Linked DNA regions of Sus scrofa: regions 1 and 3 are each linked to region 2. Evidence: chromatin contacts called from public Hi-C data. All regions are on one chromosome and are shown on one strand. The core of a region is the stretch at or near the end of the contact, and the rest is flanking DNA. Distances in the headings are between cores, read along the strand shown. Region 1 overlaps LOC110256030 (a long non-coding RNA gene). Region 2 has its middle 120 kb from the start of MMD. Region 3 has its middle 98 kb from the start of TMEM100.

Region 1 (3,466 bases), core at 525-3,024, 100 kb before region 2:
GAAATACAAAGTGTGGCACAGTAGTTGGAAGAACATACTGGAGATGTATCTCTTAGACTTTCACCCTGGGAGGTCTATGCTTTGAAAGGAAATTTTTTGGTCTAGGAGTTTGGGGGGGGGCATAATCTAGGAGACTGCCAAGTCAAGAATGATTGCATTTTGGGGAGACCTGTCTTGCATGGACATAGCACTATAAAAATGAGATGCATCTAGAAAGACTTGTTTGTCTGTGATATCTCAGGGTACAGGAAGAGCATGAGCGATGTCTAGCTCAAAGGGAGAGGAAGGTTCCTGGAGGGAGTGATAGGTAGTTTGAAAAAGGAAGCTGCAATGGAGACGATGGTGTGACTACCACTGAGGCAGCCGGAGCTGAGGTGAGCAGTGAGTCCGGGCACGTCCACTCATGAGCCTGCTATTTCCACACACTACAGTAAAGGTGGCCCTCTGACCATCTGGCACAAGGACACATAGGGGAGAAGTCACTCATGGGTCAGAATGATATTTCCAGAAGCATCATCTTTGGAGAATAAAACCTTCATGGACTGGATGACAACAATGGCAGGATGTTACTCAAATAAAAATGCTCAACAAATTGTGACTTTAAGGGACCTCCTTGCATCCCAAGTGTTCCTAGCATTGGTCTTCCTGAGAGTTAACATCTTATCCGCAGTCCCTTCAGTGTCTGTTTTATATTAGAAATTATGCACTTTGCATCATTCACTGGACTTTAGAAATAGAATCTAAATTAAATTAAAACATTTACATCTAACAGTCTTTCACATTCCTGGGGTTCAAAGCAGGGCAAGTATCAGAAGGTGGCAGCTTTTGATGGTGTCTCATTTCTCACAGGGGTCCAGACAGTTAGCCATGAGTCATTTGACCTTGCTTTTCCACCTGTGAAAGGAAAGCAGGGTTTATTGACATAACTCCAAAAGTTTGGAGAGCAATCATGATTATCAGAAAGCATTCAGAAGCAGGGAGAAAATTCCATTCCATGATGAAGATTTCCAGGCATAATGACAAGGATAAAGTCTATTTCCATTAATCACCTTATGAAATAATTCATGAAGAGAATAATTTAGGAGGGCCTACAGGGATATGCATAACAGATGTATATGTTGCCAGTGCTCTCTAGGCATCATCAATAAAGGCTGGAGGAGTTCCTTGGTGACTCAGTGGGTTAAGGATCTGGCATTGTCACTGCTGTGGCTCAGGTTTGATCCCTGCCCCGGGAATTTCTTCATGCTCTGGGCTAAGCCAAAAATTAATTAATTAGTAAATAGGCTGGAACTAAAACACTGTAAAAAGAAGAGTCAGACCAGCTCATTGCACTGCTGAGATTCTCAGGAACAGAATCTATTTTCTATTCTTCTTCACTTCTGCAGAGAGAACATTTCTCACTAGAAAGAACAGTGAATTTTCTAGTACAAGTCATTGTCCTAGCTTGTAATCTATGTTCCCCAGTGGGAACCATCTCTGAGCCCCACCCCTTCCCCGCAGCACTTGGCAGCCCCTTGCCACAGAAGTGGAGCAAAGGCCAAGGCTGTGGCTGACCCTCCTCACGTAGCTCTGGCTCTGCCAGGGCAACAGGAACAATCTGTGATGAACGAGGACAAAAACCAAGTCTGATGACAAGGAAATAAATCAACCAACCAGTACTTCTTTCCCCAAATGAATTTCTGAATTTGGCTTTCTGTTCTCAGAGGCGTAACTGGCTGTAGAACTGGGAGGCTGATGTGCTCCATTCATAGCCGAGGAGCAAACTCAGCCAACCAACCGGACCAGAGCTGTGGGCTGGGGAAGCAGAGTGGGTGGTGAATGAGGATTATCTTTGATCTCTTCCCGTCCACTCTCCCACTAGATGACTCCACTTTACTAGTAAACACTGGTCATATTCCCATCACTGAGCCAGCTCTGGGGATTGTCAGAACTCTTGTGGTAACACCAGAATTTAGTTTCTGTAAAAACTGGAGTGAATAAGTCTTCTGAGAGAGTCTGAAGATCTTACTAGTTTAGACACTCAGCCCCCTCAAGCAACATAGATGGCAGATTTCACTTATCTGGACTTGGGTCTTAAATACATTCAGAAGCCTGCATTCAGAAATATAGCTTCTTTGTTTTATTTGTAGGAAACATTCCATTTTTAGCCTCCAAATCTTCTTTTGAGTTTCTCACAAGATTTTTTTTTTCCCCCATGCACATGCTGGAGAGAGAAAGAGCTCCATTTCCTGGAGCCAGTGGGTGGTGTCAGTGAGAAAACGGCTACTGAGGCGGGAGCCAGAGGCCGTGGGTGGCTGGGAAGAAGACAGGGTGGAACCAGCAGCCCACAGTCTCAGGGTCAGATTCAAACAGGAATTGTTCTCCTCTCTCTGCCTGGAAATTTTTTCAAGGGGCCTTTGCACTATAACACTGTTCACTACTCAAAAAGAATAATGTTTGTTAGGGGGGAGATAAGCCTATACCCTATACTTTTATGGCAATAAACTAAGACACAGGAAAAGCCCTTTGAGGCCAGCACTTTCATTTTTGCAGCTAGAACTCTGAGGCAAAGAGAGAGAAGATCCCTTGTCTAAGGACTCACAGGGAAAGGTGTGACTAGATCACCAGTTGTCAGCTTCTTTCCAGGCTCCACACCCTCCCTCTCCTTAAAGCCCACACTGGTGACTCCCAGTGGATCTCCCCAGAGGTTTCTGCCTCCGTGTCTCACTCTGGAAGTTTGCCCAGCTTCTCTGCAGGGAGATGAGTTGCCAACAAGGTGGCTAGAGGGAATGTCTCAGGGCTCTGACTCATGAACCCCAGAGGAAAGCACCTTCCCTCTCAGTCATGAGGAACCACATGACAGTGATCCAGAAGGTGGCAAGAGTCTAGATTAAACTGTCTTGTGCCAGCCTCTGCTAAAGTTGAGCTCTAAGAGGATCAACAGCAAGAGCCATGGGAAAAGGAAGCAGGGGAAGGGGAAAGGGAGAGGGGGAAAGAAGGAGCTGAAGACAGGAAGGGTGAGGAAGAATGGTAAGGGGGGTAAGAAGATGGAGCATAGAGGAGAAAAAAAATGAAGAGAAGGAAGACAAGGAAAGGGGTTACTAAATAAGAAAGAGAATTGACTACGTCTCTTTTTGGTTATTGGTTCAGAAATTCTGAAGCTGAGAATCATGGGAAGTCTGTTGCCTGCTCCAAGAAGACTCTGGGTTCATTGCATCTAGAGATCCAATTTGCATTCTGAGCAGTCAGGAAGATCAAATACCTACCTACTGAATGCTGAGAAGACGGTGGAGCCAGTCCCCTCATTTCCTGACCTTTGGCAGTCAACCCCTTAAATTGTACTAAGAGTGGACACTCCATAAATTGTACTGGACATTCCACAAATTGCATTAAGGGTGCTCCCCGGTCTTGTTCCAAACTCAACTGGATTGGGGCTTAGAGAAAATGTTTCAGGCATGGATTTTCTTCAGTAACTTTGCAGCCAGAA
Region 2 (3,315 bases), core at 734-3,233:
TCAGATGTGCTGCAAAGTGATTCAGTTAGATATAGGTAGATATAGATATAGAAATAACTCAGATTTTTTTAAAAAAAGTTTCTGGATATAAGTGATATCATAGGGAACTATATCTAGTCACCTGTGATGGAGAATAATGTGAGAAAAAGAATATATATACATATATGTATGACTGGGTCACTTTGCTGTATAGCAGAAATTGACAGAACATTGTAAATCAACTATAATGGAAAAAATTAAAATCTTACAGAAAATAAATTAATCTAAAAAAAATAAAATAAAAGTAAGTTTGACTCCAGGAAGAAGGAGCCAAGAAGAGTGTGAATATGACTAGAGTAGGGAGAAGGGTACCTATTCCCACACAGCCCCACTGGCTGGGAGTCTGTCACCAGGGCCAGGGGCAGGAAGGCCAGGAACTGATGCAGCTGTTCTTTCATGACAGCGACATTCTAAGCAAGAAATGAAGCACAGAAGCTGCCTGAATTGTTCTCAGAAAGCTTTGTGAGACTCTGAATACAGGTAGGGCTACTTCACACCCCAGGTGCTATGGTCCCACCCAGCTAAGAAGAAAGCCTTCTTTCCTCCTTCCAGAACCGAGTAGTGCCCACACCCCTGAGAATACAGGTGAGCACTCTGGAGCTCACCTATGCAGCTACAGCAGTGCTGAGGCTTCATTTTGAGAGCAGCACACATGGCCAGCTAGGGTGGGAGCAGAAGAAAAAAAACATGCAAAAGTAACACTCCTCAGGAACTAACAGAAGCAGAAATAGGGTAAGAGGTGCAGAGTTCTGGGGTGGGGACATGGGAGAAACACGGTCATTAAAATGATATTCTGTTTTCATAGGCTTGGGAGTTCCTTGGCATCTGACTGACATTTGTTATTTTGTTGTGTTCTCACAATAACCATGAGGGATTGTTGTTCCTGTTTCAAAGATGAGGCCACTGAGCCCCACTGGGGTTAATCAGCTTGTCAGTTACACATGTAAAGTTAAGAGGTAACACCCAACCCAGATCTTCAAGGCCTGCACTTTCTCCCACTAGAGTAGCCCATTCCAATTCCAGTTTCAAAGCAGCAAATCAGAACTCAGGAGGCTATAAGAAGATGCCCAAAGAATTTTTAAAAAGAATGAGAAGGAGTTCCCTGTGGCCTAGCAGTTAAGGATTTTGCATTGTCACTTCTGTGGCGCAGGGTTCCATTCCTGTGCCAGATGGTTTCACAGGCCTGGCCAAAATAAATAAATTAATTAAAAAGATGTTAAAGCCACAATTTTCCCATGAAAGAGAATAGCGGAAAACAATAAACAGTGGAACTCAAGATCATTGGAGGCCATAAAAATGGGCAAACAGCCGCCAATACACTCACGTACTTGAGGAAAGCTATCCTGTTCTTATAATGGTGTGATGAGATTGCAATCAGCCCTGAGTCACCAAGTAAAATTTAAGTTTCATCTCTTACCTTTATGGTACCAATAAAAATTATGAAGAATTGAGGAAAGATTTTTAACTGGTAATTCATATCAAAGGTTTGGTGCCGGAGTAGATATATTCATTCAACAGCATTTTATTGAGCATCTAATATGTGAAGTATGCTCAGGCAGTATTCTAGGTACTGGGGATGCAGTAGGAAACAACACCATTGGGGATACAATAGGAAATAACACAGAGCAAAATCCTTGACCTAATAGAGCTTTCAGTGAATCTTGTATAAAATTTCTAAGTGTCAGATAAATAAATTGTTTTTTACCCTGCTTTCACTATTAATTTGTACTCATCTCTACACCTTGTAAGTCTGAGCTAAACCATTTGTAAACTAGGCAATGTGTCTTTCCTCTCCTGTTAGGCCATAAATCATGTCCTCCATTCTTGCAACAGCCACCACAGCACTTAGCTCCTCCTAGGGCCCCACACACAGTCTGAACTCAATCAGCATGGTTGTGCTGGGCTCCACGACAGTTACAAAAGAGGAGAGATCATGTTCCACCAAGTCACATCCAGGATTCAGAAACCCAGAGCCCATTTGGATCAAGAGAGGAACGTTTACAGAGGGACCAGTGCCCAGGCTTGTCTCCAGCTAACACGTGGGAAAGTTACATAACTGCCCTTTCTCAATCACTTCCCCAACTAGGCTTTAGTTGAAAGGTCAAAGGTTCACCTTGCCTTTGCAAAGCCACCTCTGCCTTAGAATTGCCTCCTGCCATTGGAGTAAATGAAGTAAAAAAGGAGTAAATAAAGATGCTGAGTTCACGTTGGAACTGTTCCTTCAGGTTCACTGAGCTCTCAGCTTAGAGTCAAGGTCTCACTTTCTTCCCTGAGACCTGCCTCTTCCCTTGTCCAGCTGCCAGAGAAACAGACTGCTCCTGCCAGATTTCAGAAACTGCCGTCTTTGAATGGTGCAAAAAGTCAGACTGTGTTTTGGTACAAGCTTGAGAAAGCTCTGGGGATCCTGCTTAGGAGGAGATCAGCCAAAACAAAACGTTAGGAGGGAGGGAGAGGGGAGGCTCTTTGATCCAATATCAAATCCCACCACTGACGCCTTTGAACTAGGGCGATGGAATGAAGTTCTCCCATCCTGAGCTGTGTGAATTGGATTCCATGTACCTTCTGCCTTTCAGAATTAGATGCACAGCAGGGGAATGAATGGCAAGCGTGTGGGCAGTATTTTCTGAACTGGCTGAGTTAGTGAAGCAGTTGGAGGGGGCAGGTAAGGGGGATTTAGAAACGGGGGTCTGAGCAAGGAGACTCTCCACCCACCTCTTTGTAGTGCTGATAAGAACCATATTGTTTGGGAGGTGGAGAAAGGAGGAGGGCTCCCTGTTTCCAAGGCTTTGCACTCTTTGCCTTAGAGTCAGTGGGGAGCCTTTGAAGAAAGATTCCCCCACCCCATTCCCCACCCAGGGCCTGGGGAAGGACTTGGGACAGATCAATGTGCTGGAAACAGTTACAGCCCAGTTGCTGTTTGGCTCTCCACTTCCAGGGAAATGAGAGCTGTGTTTTTGATTACTTTGCTCTTATCACATCAGGCTGTTCTCTATTAGAAGCAGTTTCATTTCCAAGAAACCTGTTTTGCTTCTCCTCCCTTGTGGTCTTCTGGGGCCCTGCCTCCTCTCTGTCCCCACCTCCTCCCTCACCAGGTCACCCCTCACCCCATCTACTACTGCATCATCTCCTTGTCTATCAAGGAAATAAGCTGATACTTGGCCCCAGCTAATACCAGATCCAGAAAACAGAAAGATTAAAGTTCCATCAGTGGCTGCAGCTGATGGAGAAATATCACACCCCCCCTTGCCTTCTATGGGTTACTACCTTCTGTCTATG
Region 3 (3,435 bases), core at 586-3,085, 74 kb before region 2:
AGTAAATAGAAGAAAGCTCGACTTTGTCTTTGAAGACTTATAGCATTTAACTTCCAGGAAAAGTATTTCCAGACACTGCATATAAAAATGCCATTAATATTGTCTAATCAGTATCTGTAGAATTCCTTGGTTACCCCTTCTGAAACATAAGAGCACTTTTTTTTTCTTTTTAGGGCCATACCTGCAGCATATGGAAGTTCCCAGACTAGGGGTCAAATTGGACCTGCAGATACCAGCCTATGCCACAGCCACAGCAATGCCAGATCTTAGCTGTGTCTGCCACCTACACCACAACTCACAGCAACACCAGATCCTTAACACACTGAGTGGGGTCAGGGATCGAACCCACATCCTCATGGATACCAGTGTGCTTTTTAGAAAGTGCATTTCCTATGGTACTGCTCTCTATGGTACACACACGCACACACACACATGCACACACAATGGGATTTGATTGTGATATAATTACTTTCTTACTTTATTGACATATTTTTCTTCTTGTGACTATATATATGACATCTTAAGGAATTGACATACTTCATAAATTAATACAGAGCTATCATTTAGATGAGCTAATAGTATGTTATTTAAACTTAATATTACCTATAGAGAGTCATCTAACCTAGTGCTTCCCAACTTTTCCCCAGTCCTTTCATATTATGGCGAACACAAAATAAGATATGGACAGCACACTTGTGTACTTGGATGAAGCTGCTCACAGAGGTCACTGCCTTGGACTCTGACCATTTCAGGCTGTGAGACCTAAAGGAGACAAGATGTTCACACATCTATAGTCAGTTTGACACAGAGACACACACACCAGTTGGGAAGCCCTTCTTAAGTCAAAAATTGAGTATTGTCAGGTGTTCAATTTAATAACAATTTATTCCTATTCACAAAACAGAAATAGATTCAAGGACATGGAGAAAAGACTTGTGGTTGCCAAGGCAGAAAGTGAAGGATGTGGGATGGATGAAGAGTTTGGGGTTGGTATATGCAAAATATTACATTTAGAATAGAGAAGTGATGAGTTTCTACTGTACAGCACAAGGAACTATATCCAACCTCTTATGGTAGAACATGATGGAAGATAGTATGAGAAAAAATGTATATATGTGAGTGTGTGTGTATATATATATGAATGGGTCACTATGCTGTACACCACAAATTGGCACAACACTGTAAATCAACTATACTCTAATTAAATAACCATTTACTGAGTGTTTATTACATGTCAAACATGGGGTCTAGGTGCTAGGTACACAGAGATGAATAAAAGAGTACCACTGCCTTCAAAGAATTCATAGTCTAGGCCATTTCGCACAGAAAATCATTTTCGTTCTTTGTGCAAATCTAATTGGTTGATAATGACCATGGAACTACCAGTCAAGAAAGCTTCTGAAGCCTCCGAAGGGGAAAGCTATGATCATTTAACAATACCCGCCACGTGGGAAACCAGGGAAAGTAGCAGAAGCATACAAGCCACATAGTTGCCAACTCTGTTCCTTTAACTCAAGTCTATGATATTATTTAAAGCCCATTATGGGTTCTACTTTCAATTGTGCCATATTATTCATATTGTGTTTTCAGTATCCTCCCAGTAATTACCATTGTGTTTAGTAATCAACAGCACTGATTTACGCAAGTTACTTTCAAGTCGATCACTCCGGCACTTAAGAACAATAGCTTTGAATGGAGTTCTTTCCTGGGAGAATGTTAAATGTTTCCGAGTTCAGATATCCAAGGAAAGGCGGCTCCCTGTGTATAAGGGAGGAGAATGAAAAGTTTTCTGGCAGCTGGACCAAGATAAAGTGTTCAAATAAGTGCTGTTGTGACTTGGGAGTGAATGGGAGTAACTTGCTGTTTCCTGCCTAAAATTGTACTGTTGGACGCATTCAGCTGCCTTACGCAGCGAGCTTTTAATGACTGATATAAATCCTGATAGAGTCCTCAAGGGATCAGAAATAACCTTTAGCCATTCTGTCTGCAAACAATAGCAGGACTGCAAAGGAAAGGTAGCTGCTGCAAGTGGTTCCAAGGGAACTCCTTTATGTCCAGTTTAGTGCCTAAACCTCACGCCACTATGCTAGTTGACCATGGATCTGAGTTCCAACTCAAGATCTTTAACTGCCAAGGTCAAAATCTAAATTCTCATTTTTTTCAACAGATTAAAGGCTGGACCCAAAGCTCAGGAAGGGATGGAAGGAAGGGTTGAACCTGTTAGTGCACAGCGCTATGGTCTTGACAGAAATTTGAAGGAGAAAGTAGAAGAAAACTGCCCCTTATAACATGTGTACTCTGCACCAGGTGCTGTAGATCTTACTCTAAATGTAAAGAAAGTAACTGGGGCGGGGGGGGGCTTTTTTGTTTAGGGATGCACCTGCAGCACATGGAAGTTCCCAGGCTAGGAGGGAATTTGAGCTGCAGCTGCCAGCCTACACCACAGCCACAGCAACACCATATCCAAGCCACATCTGCGACATACACCACATCTCACAGCAACACTGGATACTTTAACCCACTGAGCAAGGCCAGAGATCAAACCTGCATCCTCATGGACACTAGTCAGGTTCTTAACCCACTGAGCCACAACAGGAACTCCAGGAAGTAACTTTTAAATACAGGCAGGTGGCTTTTGAAGATGTTCACAGACTCTTGGACCAGGAAAGGGGAACAGTAACTATTGCTCATAGTTGTGACATAAGAACCCTAAAAGGCAGTTCTCAGAAGCACTATGCAAAAAAAGACTCAAGTCAGAAACAGATAGATCACCTGCAATCTAGACACCAGGTCCCTATAGGGGAGACAAACAAAATTCAGGTTTGAAGATTAAAATGGCAGGGATCTTTCAGCTTCTCATCATTCCAGACCTGACTCTCAGAATCTCAGCCAAGACCAGAGATGAGGCACCCACCCAATGTGCCCATGAGAGAAATTCAATAGGTCCTGCCAATTTAAAACATTTCAGTGAGACTGTAACTTCCTTAAGGGAGGTGATGAAATGAATGAACAAGGTCAAATTCACTTTCCCATCGCACTGTCATTCTACTATTAGGGTGTTTAAAATTTATTCCATTGAAAATATTGGTAGAGATTGACTTCACTGTTTTCTTCCCAATTTTTCAAAAATTAAAACAATAACTGGAAAAAGGTAAAGCAATTTCAGAAGGAAAAGAGCATATGGGAAGAAGACACTGAGCATTACATTTCTTTGGGGTTGCTTCTCCTCTGCTTTCATCAAGACTCATAAAGTTGCCTTCGTTTTAAGTAGGAATGGCATAACAAGTTCACTCCCATCTGTCATTAGTTGCAGAGACCTGTTTATGAAAAGACTTTATTAACTGATGTAATTGGATTCTCTTGAGAAACACAGAAACCTCAGTTTAGGAACTGTCTGTGTATATAATCATATGATAAACAGAGATGCTAATGCTG

The links. A called contact is a pair of places that touch in the nucleus more often than the background predicts.
Region 1: a contact with region 2 is called in a Hi-C map of subcutaneous adipose tissue, with 4 times the contacts expected there. The contact joins two enhancer-like sites. A contact is called at or near these places in 7 of 47 Hi-C or Micro-C datasets (embryonic fibroblasts, heart right ventricle, mesenteric adipose tissue and 3 more) and 2 of 2 datasets of contacts at active chromatin or transcription factors (alveolar macrophages and skeletal muscle).
Region 3: a Hi-C map of retroperitoneal adipose tissue shows a contact between it and region 2, with 2.3 times the contacts expected there. The contact joins two enhancer-like sites. A contact is called at or near these places in 4 of 47 Hi-C or Micro-C datasets (heart right ventricle, retroperitoneal adipose tissue and skeletal muscle) and 1 of 2 datasets of contacts at active chromatin or transcription factors (skeletal muscle).

What each region holds. Positions count from the first base shown.
Region 1 is chr12:31,944,304-31,947,769 of Sscrofa11.1, reverse strand. LOC110256030 (a long non-coding RNA gene) reads left to right here. Exons shown (of 3, transcript XR_002337188.1): 3 at 3,130-3,466. Among named protein-coding and RNA genes, the nearest start is that of TMEM100, 68 kb to the left of the region's middle. Within about 2 kb of position 1,774, at least 31 of the 83 cell types and tissues checked have an H3K27ac peak or open chromatin away from gene starts, as enhancers often do. A contact at or near this core is called in mesenteric adipose tissue, retroperitoneal adipose tissue, skeletal muscle and 1 more, where this site is marked.
Region 2 is chr12:31,840,364-31,843,678 of Sscrofa11.1, reverse strand. No RefSeq gene overlaps it. Among named protein-coding and RNA genes, the nearest start is that of MMD, 120 kb to the right of the region's middle. Within about 2 kb of position 1,983, at least 24 of the 83 cell types and tissues checked have an H3K27ac peak or open chromatin away from gene starts, as enhancers often do. A contact at or near this core is called in mesenteric adipose tissue, retroperitoneal adipose tissue, skeletal muscle and 1 more, where this site is marked.
Region 3 is chr12:31,914,426-31,917,860 of Sscrofa11.1, reverse strand. No RefSeq gene overlaps it. Among named protein-coding and RNA genes, the nearest start is that of TMEM100, 98 kb to the left of the region's middle. Within about 2 kb of position 1,835, at least 5 of the 83 cell types and tissues checked have an H3K27ac peak or open chromatin away from gene starts, as enhancers often do. A contact at or near this core is called in retroperitoneal adipose tissue, where this site is marked.